Linked DNA regions of Mus musculus: all the other regions are linked to region 3. The links are chromatin contacts, called in public promoter capture Hi-C maps. All regions are on one chromosome and are shown on one strand. The core of a region is the stretch at or near the end of the contact, and the rest is flanking DNA. Distances in the headings are between cores, read along the strand shown. Region 1 holds the start of Etv5 (ets variant 5). Region 2 holds the start of Hic2 (hypermethylated in cancer 2). Region 3 holds the start of Klhl24 (kelch-like 24).

Evidence for each region. Promoter capture Hi-C pulls out the DNA fragments that hold promoters and counts their contacts.
Region 1: a contact with region 3 is called in a promoter capture Hi-C map of pre-B cells, with 4 times the contacts expected there. The contact joins the promoter of Etv5 here to the promoter of Klhl24 in region 3. A contact is called at or near these places in 2 of 39 promoter capture datasets (liver and pre-B cells).
Region 2: a promoter capture Hi-C map of pre-B cells shows a contact between it and region 3, with 2.3 times the contacts expected there. The contact joins the promoter of Hic2 here to the promoter of Klhl24 in region 3. A contact is called at or near these places in 2 of 39 promoter capture datasets (cranial neural crest and pre-B cells).

The regions. Positions count from the first base shown.
Region 1 is chr16:22,437,099-22,441,197 of GRCm38.p6, reverse strand. It overlaps Etv5 (ets variant 5), which reads left to right and starts at 1,628. Exons shown (of 13, transcript NM_023794.2): 1 at 1,628-1,681.
Region 2 is chr16:17,231,784-17,235,412 of GRCm38.p6, reverse strand. It overlaps Hic2 (hypermethylated in cancer 2), which reads right to left and starts at 1,826. Exons shown (of 3, transcript NM_178922.3): 1 at 1,683-1,826.
Region 3 is chr16:20,095,760-20,099,925 of GRCm38.p6, reverse strand. It overlaps Klhl24 (kelch-like 24), which reads right to left and starts at 2,372. Exons shown (of 8, transcript NM_029436.3): 1 at 2,255-2,372.

The sequences.
Region 1 (4,099 bases), core at 379-2,878, 2.3 Mb before region 3:
CGTCAGAAACAAGCTGGGAACACGGGTACAAGAGGACAAACTCTATAGCCACCAACTAGAATAGGAGCTAAGGGAAGCACTGTGCTCAGGCAGGAAATTAAATATCAAGGAACTGCTCGTTAAAAGTTCAAAGCACCTGCCCACACTTCAACTGGTGCCCTTCCCAGTCTCCGGCAAAACCGATAACTCAGCCCACTGAACCTGGGTGCAGGTCTCATCCCAGCATTCAAACTGGTCAAGGACTGTAATCAACACACCAAGTACCAGCTCTGATCCACAAGCTTAGGGGGGAAAGGCCGCGGACTAGAAATCCACACCACGTGTTTCACTGTGGGGCACTGGGCACCCTTAGGGTAACAACTTGGGACCCGCTTTGCTGAGGCTCAACTCTCCAAACGCTGACACCTTGCTGCCCGGTTAGTAGAGAACAGAACTCGTTCACAAGCACCCTAGCGTCCTTGGGAAAAGAAGAGAACGGCCATTGTCGGTGGCAGGAGCAGGACGAGGAGTTGGAAGGGGCAGAGGATTGTTTTATTTGTTTCCTGGAACACCCTGTTAAGAATCTCAACAACTGCAGTCAATGCCCGATCCTTTGGCAAGCAACACTGCTTCTCCCGGTTCCCAGCTGCACGGGATCTAATTCGCAAACACACCATCTTGCATTCAACACTTAAATGGAAAACAAGCAGCCCGGGAGAGAAGCAAGCGGTCTAACTGCACGCACGTTTCAAAGGGATTTGTGCTTCCAAGGCCCTCTACCGGCCCGGTGCGATCCACGAACCGGGTTTCTGGCTGTAGCCTCTTGCCTGTAGAGCTCAGAGGCAATTATTAGCCCGAGAAGACGCGATCGGGTCGGGCCTTAGGCTTTGGCAACATGGGTACATCACTAAGATCTGGAAAAGCTCAGGTTTTTAAAGGAAGGTAACTACTTTTTTTTCCCACTGGAAACCTGGTTTAAAAAAAAAATTAAGGCTTCTCTTCAAGGTAGCTAAGATTAGAGGGCTCGGTTTCCGTTTTTTGTGTTTCTATGGGCCGAACGCCCAGGCAGGGTCAGCGAGTTTCTGTGTGTGGAATGACGAATTCCTCTCGCCTGAGTTCTAAAATGATAACTTAGCTCGCTGCTGCAGCTGCGAACGCCTGGCGCCAAGCGGCCCCGCGCGGGGGTGGCGGGAGGAGCGGTGCAGGCCGAGGCCAGGGGGAACTTCGCGAGTGGCCCCTTTAAGAGCTTCACTGACTCAGCTAAGCTTCCCCCTCAGGTCGCGTTTTTTATGAATGAAAAACGTCCTTACATTCATTATATAAACAAGCCGGTGCTGATTGGTCAATGGCGCCCAGCGCATAAATTATGTAAAACAGACCTCTGAGGGCGTTGAGGGAGGCCGACCGTTAGCCAATGGGCGCCGCAGATGATGGGGCGGCCCAGCTGGATTTGCCTGAAGACAGGGTAAACAAGAGGTGATGGGCAGCCGCGGGGATGGCCGCCGACCAATGGGGACGTGTGTGCTCTGGGCTGCGGGCCAATGGCGGCGGGCGGAGCCGGCGGGGGCCGGGCCAGTGCTGCAGCGGGTTGCAGGGCGGCGCAGAGTCCGGAGGCCGGCGCGCAGAGCGGTCTTCATCCCCGATCGCTGCGGCCCAGCCCGCCACGGAGGCGCGCAGGCGGGCGCGCGGAGTGGCCGCTCAGGTGCGGACTGGTTCTGGGTCCTCAGTTGGGCGTGCTTGGGGTGACTCCCGGAGCTAGCCGCCCCCTCCCCCCGAGGCCCGGTTCGGTTCGGTTCCTGGGAGGCTTCGGGCGGGGGCGGCTAGCGGTTCCGGAGCGAGCGGAGAACGGGTTTCCGCACGCCGCGGAGGAGGCACCCGGGGTGCTGGAGCGGGTGCAGGGAGCGGGGTGCCCGGCTCAGGCTACAGAAGCGGGGTGCAAGAACGGGGTGCGGGGCGCGAAGTTGTGGGCCCCCGAGGGCCCTGGGAGGCTCGCGAGAAGAAACGCTCCGCGACTCTTAATATGGGGGGTGGGGGGAGGCGAGCAGCAGTTTCAGGGGTTCTGCTTCAGAACCCCGAGAGTTAAATGACACCGACATGTGCAGCCTGAGGGTGCAGGATCTGCCCGAACTTCTGCAGGCCTGGCAAGTTGGAGACTGGGCAGCGGGCCCGCAGCCCCCCACTCCCTCCTCTTAGGGCTGAGGGTATTGGGGCCGCCTGAGCCACGGCCTGGGGGAAGAGAGAACCGGTTCCGAGGCTGCCGAGAGTGTGCTGGAACCTCGTGAATGATTCGGGGTCTCCCCCGCAAAGGGGGTACTGATTAAGTAGGGGGTGATGAGGGGAGGCGGCATGTGTGATCAGGAGCAAATGAGGCTGCTGGTATCGGCCAGCGCTGCACCTCGTTTTCTGAATGTGGGTGACTTTATGAATGAAGCAGGTTTCTTTCTTGGGCTCTGAGCTCTGAGGCTTTTTTTTTTTTCTCCCTTTTTTTTTTTTTTTTTTGTGAATGAAGCATTGAGCTTTCTTCCTAAAACGCTGGGGTGAGGGGCCTGCGTCGGAGGCTAAGCGTGCGTTGGGAGTGGGGGCGGGGGCGCAGCTGAAGGAGTTTTCATGAATGGGAAGGCTGGGAATTGGGTGGAAGTGTGTCTTGTTTTGTGAATGGGGCCGGGCGCGAGGGATCCAGTTACAGCCTCTACCTGCGGTGGCGGCCGCGGCTCCATCTCCCATTCATAAAACCAGGCTCGCTGCGCGCCACGGGGAGGGGCCTCGATCCGGTCGCTGCGCCCAGTTAAAGTTTTCCTGGGGGCACCCTGGATTTGGGGGCTGGGGGGGGGGAGCGACTACGACGACACAAAGGAAGTGGTTTAAACTCCAGGATGAACCGAAGCCTTCCCTGCAGGCTTTTAAAAGATACTTTGAACACGACGTTTCCAGCTCTTGAACTCGAAGGGCTGCTTAGAAGATCCTTGCTGCTGCTTTTGGAATCTCTTAGGGAAGTTTCTTTTTACCGATTTTTTTCAAAGGATATTTTTTTGCGCATCATGAGCTTCTAAAAATATTTTATCCTCTGGTTTTCCTACACGTTGTTCTCTTAACCCACAACAGACATTTAAGAATTTCTGAGGCCACAACTTAGTCAAAATTTTTAAAAATACAGCACAGAATTCTTTCTTCTCCACAGTCTACTAAAGATTCTCAGATTTGGGTCCTGGTTGGTGACATTCAAGAGAGGCCTCATTCTGAACGATGTTTGCACTGTGTGGAAGGAAGGCAAGCTGGCAGAAGTGTTTTTCTAGGAAGTTGCGAACTCTCTTTCCTTTGACTTTGAAAATATCTGATTACTTGGGCCAAGTGCTGGCTGTGAAGGGTTTTCTTGTATCCTGCTCACTTATGAAAATTTGATATGGTGCTCACAGCGTGAAAAACAAGTCAGATGGAAATGGTTACTGTGAAAAGTGTTCCCTAGTTTGTGTACAACTTAAAAGAAAATGCTAGTTAGGCCTGTCTGTTATTCAGACCTGAGGTGAATAAATACTTGTTATGCCCCCATTATTTTGACCTGAGTTTTTATTTGGAAAATTAAGTGTTTAGGAAGGTAACACCTAAACTTGCTAGCTAATTCCTCCCACGCTAGAAAAGTGTCTCCCCTCTTGATTTAGTTCCAAGCCCAGCTCTTACCAGTGGTTGACTGATTTTGTTGAAGATTTGAGGTCATTGTAGAACAGGGAGTTTTCTTTTCATGGATATTTTTGCATTGAAAGATTTCAATGACGGTGTTTTGTTTTTCTGTTTCTTTTCCTTTTTTTTTGGCCTTTTGGTAGAAATGTTTAAATATGTGCAGTGGAACTGAATTTCCTTTATCTCTCATTTTTATAGATGTTTTATTTTAGAAATTGAGTAGATGGCAGCTAATCTTTGTAGGTTGCCATGGAGATGCTGTGTCATTTCAGGTATACACACCTGTTTGGACAGACGGTTTGGGTTTAAATAAAGAATTGTGTGTGTGTGTGTGAAGAAAGTATACTTTTGATCAGTTTGTTCCTGGAACTGTACTTAGTATTTTTACCATATACCTACAAAATGCATTTGAGACACACCATGCATTTGGAACATGGAACACCCA
Region 2 (3,629 bases), core at 577-3,076, 2.9 Mb after region 3:
CAAGCTGGCCAACAAGCACTCTCAACACCTTACAACTAACCTGCAGAAAGCCAGGAGCCAAATTAGTAAACTGAATGAACAGCATTGCTCCCCTCGCAGCAAGCAGGCAGGCAATGCAAAGACTGGACAACTTTTCCCAAGTCTACCCTGTAGGTTTCAGAGGTTTTCATTAAAAAACTGCATAGGACAGAAAGATCACCTGCAGGCACATGACTTCTTGCAAAAACCTTAGTGGGAAGGTTTGGCCACACATTTGTCTCTAGAGGCCAGCCTGAGGCTGGACCATCTGCTTTCTTTCAGACTACTCCAGGAGCTCTGCTCCACCCAGCATACTTTTTCGAGAGACAGAGCTACAGAGTGGTTACACAGACTACGATCCTAAAAATGTCTGCTTGAAAGCCAGGGATTCCAGATACGGGCAGATAACAGTGGAGGGGCAAGGCCAGGAGGAATCAGAAGCAATAATGTGGCATCCCTCTAGGGTTTGCCTCCATCCCACCAACCTTTGTCCTAGATTGGAAATCCCAAGTTCAGCCTAGAAGATGAGCCCCTCCACGACCTGCCGAATCTCCTGGTCCTAGGTGCAAAAGCCACAGCTAGCAAACCCCAGTAACAGTCCAGTCACAGGATTCCTATAGGCAAGGATCCGCCCCTCCCCCATCGCCACATATGTCAGTGGGGGTGGCCTCTCAGTGTTACACCCCTCCTGCTGATTGAAAGTGAGGAACCTGGAACACAGCTTTCCAAATGCGCCTGACAATTATAACTAGAAAAGATACTGTGAAGAGGGGGATAGAACACATAAGTAAATAACTTCTGAATCTCTCCGGCCAGCCAAGATCAGCACGGGACTCTCGTCGCAAGGTAGTCCAAAACTGTTCAGGGCGCGGCCGCTGAGAGTATTATCTGGCCTCAATCACTCCAAGTACCTAAGTCACTGCCCCCCAGGGAGAGGTATTTTCCCCCAGCACTTACACCCAGGCTTGTGTGCATATGAACCATTCTGGAAGATAAACAGAGAATGACAAGCTAGGGCCCCTCAGCTCACTCCCTGAGCCAGCCAGTCCCTTCCTCTTGCCACCCGACCCCCTCCCCCCAAGCCCATCTCTCTTCCTGCCAGGCGGCTGCCTCCAGCAAAGGTCTGGGGGCAGGGCAGAAAGCCCACCCAGCCACGGAGCCGGGCCCTCTAAGCCCTACCCTGTCCCTGACACGGCCAGTCCCCCAGCCAGGAAGGGTACTCGAGGAAAAGGACTGCAGACCATACACACAAGCGCAGTTCTGGAAACCGTAAAGCGTTCCAGTGAGGGGCAGCCGCAGGCGTACAGCCGTTTGCATAATGGGAGAACGCCCGCCTGTCAGGCAGCATAGCTCGCCCGACGCCGTTCGGATTAGATTGCTAATGAAAAGGCACAAAGAGCCGGCGCCCGCTACCCCGTCGACCCCCGCTCCACAGACTCGCGTCCCCGGACTGGCGCGGCCCTGGGGGCTTTGTGCCCGGAGTCCCCGTGCCGGCCGCAACCCGCCGGGCACCTGAACCACAAAGCCCCCGCCCGTCCAGGGTCCCGCGTGCGCCTCGGTTCGAGACTAGGGGCCGTGCGCGCGCTCCGTCCCACGCGCGCCCACGCCCCCCTCTCCGGGGGCGCGCCCGGCCCGCGTCGCCCTCCCTCGAGGACACCGCTTACCTCAGGTGCCTGCCAGAGGCCCCTCGTCTTGGGCGCCCGACCTGAGCTGCACGCGCCCGCCCTGTCCGCCCTCCGCCGGCCCCCGCTCGGCTCTCCGCCCAGCGCGCCCAGAGCGCTGCTCACAGCCGCCCGCTCCGCGCCATCTTGGAAGCTTGTGACGTCAGCTCCACCCGCTCACCCCTGACCCACATCTGAATGGGCGAGCGACAGGGCGGACCTGGAGGCGGACCCTTGTGGGGGCGGAACCCTGAGGCTGGGCGGGGCCGCCGAGGGGTCTGAGTCCAGGGATGGGCCAGTGGCTGCGGCAGAGTGTAATGGGGGAGGGGCGCACGGGAGGTCGCCTACAGGGTCCCGATGCAGGCGCCAGAACGGGATGGCAACCTCACCTCAAAATACTTGACGGGCAACACCCAGCGAAACAAGAATCCTGCTCTTTACCACGGGTCTATGCCCAGCCCTCAAACGGAAGACTGACCCGTTTTGAGCCTGACCCGGACCCTTCAGAACCCCCAACACTATCACCACCAACCCGGTTCAGGTGGCCTGCGCCTCTCCTCTTCCGCCCGTTTGAGCCCCTTGATCTACGCAGAGTATCTCAGTCTATAAAGTTTAGCACCCAAAGGCTGCTTGCTCCGCTGTCTGGGCTGCAGGAAGGCCTGCGTGGTTCTGATTTTAAAGGAGAAAAGAGGCCTGGGAGTCTTAACCCTAAACTTCTCCTAGGATCCTTACATCCACTCTCGCGAAGGTCGACCCGGATTGCGCAGAGGGCGGAGAGGTCCGTGTACACTCTGCTTACTTATCCAGAGTTCCGGTGACCGCCGCAGGTCACAGGAGTTTAGGCAGCCCAGTAAAGACCCAAGACTTGTGGCCATCCAAATGTATTGGGGTTCACACGGAGTTATTCTCTAGAGAGTTATTAGATGACCATCTCTCTACTTTGAACACTAAACACTAAAGCCCACCACTGTTAAAGGTCAGAAAAGTCCTAGCCAGAACCTACAGCTGTTCTATAGGGAGGTTGTGACCCAGAGTCAACATTGAAACCCAATTCAATAACCCTTCACAGAGGCAAGCATGCTTTCCGAATGTACAAGCTTAAAATAACAGATTAAAAAAAATTAAAATTCTTAGTTTACCCAATAGCTACATAGCTAATACATGATTGTTTTTACAACTATCATCTTTGAAACACCAAACAACAGAAATAGGAGTACATTTGTCCTAACAGATATTAAAGCAAATTATAAAGCTACTGCTGTCAATTATACTAGCCAAGACATAGAATACTATGCCTAAACATCCTAGAAATGGCGAAAACTCAATAGATTGAAAATGGGTGGCATGGGGCATGTCTTTAGTCCCAGAACTCTGAAGGCTGAAAGAGGCAGATCTCTGTGAATTAGAGCCAGTCTGACTACATAGTGACTTCCAGTTGAGCCAGGGCTACACAGTGAGCCTGCCTCAGAAAGGAAAAACAAAAAAGAACTATCAAGCACGTGTTAAAGGAATTGTCAATCATGAAGAACAGCTTAGAGGTGGGCTGTTTTGAAGACTTACTGAGCCAAGTGTGGTGGTCCTGCCACTCCCTAGGTGATGGTTACAGGAAGGAACATTTTTTTCAGTGGTTATAGTCACTGGTAAACTGACTCCTATAAATAATACACTGGTATTGCCCTGACTCCTATAAATAATCACCCACTTATTCCCCTGTAAGCAGTTCTAATTAAATTCACTAAATCACATAAAAAAGAAAGAGTATGGGGCTGGGGAGATGGCTTAGTGGGTAAGAGTACCCGACTGCTCTTCTGAAGGTCCAGAGTTCAAATCCCAGCAACCACATGGTGGCTCACAACCATCCTTAATGCAATCTGATGCCCTCTTCTGGAGTATCTGAGGACAGCTACAGTGTACTTACATATAATAAATAAATAAATCTAAAAAAAAAAA
Region 3 (4,166 bases), core at 1,123-3,622:
TTGAAGATAATTAGCTATTCTGTTGTTGGACTCCCAAGTCTATGTTGCCCAGGATGGTCTTCAACTCCTAGGTCTACTGAGTATTGCTCTTACTTCAGTCTCCCAAATAACTGGAGCTGCCCACAGGGGATTCACCTTGAGCTTATGGGAGTATTTATAGCATGAAGAACAGAAATGTTAAAAACATCCAGCTGTCTTGTATCATTGTTGTAGTCACAACAGAAATGAAATCTTTTTTTTTTTGCATAAATGCTTGTGAGGACATTTTATTGACATTTTTCATTACAGAGTCCACACTTACATATTTGATAAAAGAGCTGTCCTAAATTTTCCAGGTAAGAGTAAATAAAGTGCATACAAGAATAAATGCTGCAACATATTTGCTAAGTATTTATTTTCCAAAGTCTTGACCTCTGACTCTTAATGAAATGGCAGGAAAACAAGGAAGTTAAAAAGCACACCGGAAAAGCATTAAGGTTTTGGCAATCTGGACGAAAGCCAGGAAAGTTTAAGATATAACTGATAGCTCTCAGAATATTGTTTTCTTCTTCCTGTTTAAAGACTAAGTCACAAGCTTTGTTTAAAGAAACTCAACTTATCAAATGGTAGGTAGTTCTTATTAAAGTATACTGGGTTGCATTTGTATATGTTAAGATCTGAATAACCTTAGTATACGAGTGACTATGTGTCCTGATCAGACAACTTCTTATTCTAACAGGCATCAGTACTTGGATTTTTAATATTAAGAGGGGCTGGAAGGATGGTTTAGCAGTGCTCTTGCAGAGGACCCAGGTTTGGTTTCCAGCACTCACAAGGCAGCTGACAACTTGAACCATCTAGAACTCCAGTTCCAGGAGATCTGACGCCCTCTTCTGGCCTTCGTTGGCACCGAACACAGGTGGGTGGGTACATGCTGGTCAAACACCCACACAGAATAAATCTTTAAAAAGTATATTAAGGCTGCTTTATTAAGTATATTATACCTGCTTTACTGAAGAAACTCAACTTTTCTGAGATAAAATGACAAAACCTAGCTGCACCATAAGTTTAAGAGATTTGGAAAACCACCTTTAATATCCTCCGTCTGGAAATGACTGGGCTTTCGGTTATCTTAATGTACAGTTTTCCAAACACACCTTCAACTCACTTATCAGAAACTTCTCAATTACCTGGGAGATTAATACACGAAATTGTGTGCCCCAAAAAGGGAAAACTAAGAAAGCTCATTCAAAAATCCAAAACCAAAAAACTTTTAGGTGAATAACCTCAAAATATCTTTTTTTTTAAAGGTAAAAGCCACCGTTTATATTTTTAGTGGCAAGGGATACATATTAAATCCTAATAAAGAAAAACAAAACACCAAACCATTATCAACCATCAACCATCTGGTGGTTGTGCCAGGTGTCAGCTGAGAACACTAACAGAAAAAAAAATTGACATGATTAAAATCCGCTAGAGCTGATATTGAAGCTTCTCAAATGTGGCCTTGTGGGTCATCCTTTACTACCTAAGGCTGGACAGAGCAGGCAAGGGCAACTTCGCAGAGCTGCGCGCTGTCCTACGCCAGGAGCTACGGGTTAGCCCCCACCCCCTGGCCTCTGCAGGGCACGCCCCCTTCCTACCCACCGCCCCGCTGCTCCCCTCCCTCGGCGCCCGCGTCCTCCAGGTCACCTTCAGGCGAGGGCGGGACTGCCTGGCACGGGCCACCCACCTACCACCCCCTGCCAATAAAAATTCGGAACTCGCCGGCCCGGCCCGCCTGCAGCGCCCAATCCCGGCCGCCCGAACGATCTTCGCCTCGGGTGCCCAGGGCTTGGGGGCGGGAACATTGGGAACTAAATTAAGAAGCAGAGGGCCCTGAGAAGGAAGCGGGCAGCCGGGTGGGGGCTCCCCCGGGACGGCCCGAGGCCGCGCTCCCGGTAAACAAAGGCTTCGCGGGGGCGGGTAACGGTCAGGTGACCACGCCCCGCATGTTTCGCAACTGTGCTGCTGGCTGCTATGGCCCCAGCACCCCGATCCTTATCCGTGCTAGGCGACAGCACTCACGGTCACCCCACGGAAACTCCAGGTCCGAGGCCGAAACACTCCGGCCGCTTCCACCCTAAGTGTATTGCTGCCGCGGGGCTCGTCCCTGCCCTGTCCCCACGCCCGAGGCCGCATCGGGCTTCTGGCAGCCAGGGACCTCGCCTCCCTCCCGCCGGTGCCGGGGATCAGCGCCGCGGTCGCATGCCGCTTGGAGCGGCCACCCTGGTACCTCTCGGCGCAGGCTGGAAGCGGCACGAGCGGCGACCCCCGTCCCTGCTGCGCCGGCGTCTCCTCGAGCCACCGCCAGTCTCTGCCACTGCTCACAACAAAGGAAACATGTGACCGTCGAGCCAAAACACTTAGCGTCACCCACCCTTGGCCAATGGGGGGGAGGCATCCGCCTTCCCGGAGCATTCTGGGAGACGTAGTTTTTACTGCCGGTGGGCTCTCAGGCCATCTGGGTTCCGCTAGAGGGCGGAAACCCAACCCCGGGCTGCTAATTCCAAACATTTATTTAAGGTAGAATAAGATTAAAGGAATGCATCTTGATCAAGACAGAAGTGGTATGTTGATTGTTTTCAAAGAGCCCTTTACATCCCAAAGCCAAAGCACAAGACCAGGACTTAGCCAACCTTAGAGCTTGGAATAAGGCTTGTTTTAATTACCATGTTCTAACACACTTGGGAAATCAGAGGGCCTGAGAGGTGGAGTGTACTAGAAGCCTGGTCATAATTGCAGAGGACGCTTTCTTTGTAAATCTGTCAAGGTCGCTATCAGAGCCTCAGTTACTTTTTAAATTTAATTTAATTTTTGTCTTAATCAGATGCAGGAGTTGAACAAAAATTGTAACAAACCTTTATTTTCCGAGGCACATGGAATCTTCTTCAAGATGTTTTGTTTCTAGGAGATTCCTTTTCAAGGATGGCCGTCCTCTGCTCTTGAAAATGTTTGGATAGTTCTGGCTTCTGACAAAAGTTACGTACTTCTTCCTTCTGCACTTCATTAAGACAGCCTTGCCTCCGTTAAAATTAGATGTGTTGCCACAAGGTAGAGAGAGAGGAGCAGAGTTGACAGGCAGGCCATTTGATAAGCTTTTAGGTCTCCTTTTCATGTTCTATTAACTTAAAAAAAGCCTACTGAGTACTTCCTGGGGCGCGGGGGTGGGGGGTGGAGTGGGGGGGACCTTTCTTTGACTTTTCTAAGATTTATGGCTAGGCCTGCAGTAAAACTGCTTGCCACTCTGGCTTGACCAGTTGGTGCTATCAGCTTAGAGAGTCCTTTCTTTGGTTTTCTCTTGTCAAAGCAAGAAGATTTATTTTCATATTCTCTCCTTCCTTCCCTCGTCCTTTTCCCCTCCTCCCCTCTTTTCCTCCTCCTTCCTTCTCTTCCCCTCTCTTCTCCACAAATTGATTTAAACAAGATACATAACTTGAAGGAAAACTATCTAGAATTCTTTTTAAATTGTCTATTATTATTATTATTATTATTATTATTATTATTATTAATTCTTTGTGTGTGTCTGTATTGGCTATCTGAGTGCTGGTAAAGATCAGAGTCATTGGGTCCCCCTGGAGCTGCAGGTGCTGGGAGCTGAAATCCAGATAGAGCAATAAGTGCTCTTAGCCATTAAGTCATTTCTTCAGCTCTATTTATTTAAAAATTTAAAATTTAAATATGTTTTGTCTGCGTCTGTGTACCATGTGCCTGCATGCAATGCCCATGGAGGCCAGAAGAAGGCACCAGATTCCCCAGCACTGGAGTTGGTTTCAGAGAGTGTGAGCTACCATGTAGGGATGCTGGAATTCTAGGCTTCATCCTCTCTCATAAAGCAGTCAGTGTTTTTAACAATGGGGTCATTGCTCCAGATCCTTTATTTAGGTTGCAAAACAGCGTCTTAATGTTTCTGAGGCTGACCTCTAATTCATTAGTGATAGAATTTTTATTTTATTTTATTTTATTTTATTTTTTATTTTTTGGAGGGAGATTTGAGAGAGAGAGAGAGAGGGAGAGAGAGAGAGAGAGAGATATGTTTGAACTTATTCGTTTTTCAGGCAAGCATTTTATTAATGCTTCAGCAAGCAGTACAGTAGGGCCCAAAGTGAGAAACTTAGTTTCACTCAAAGTAAAAAGCAAGGTGTCTA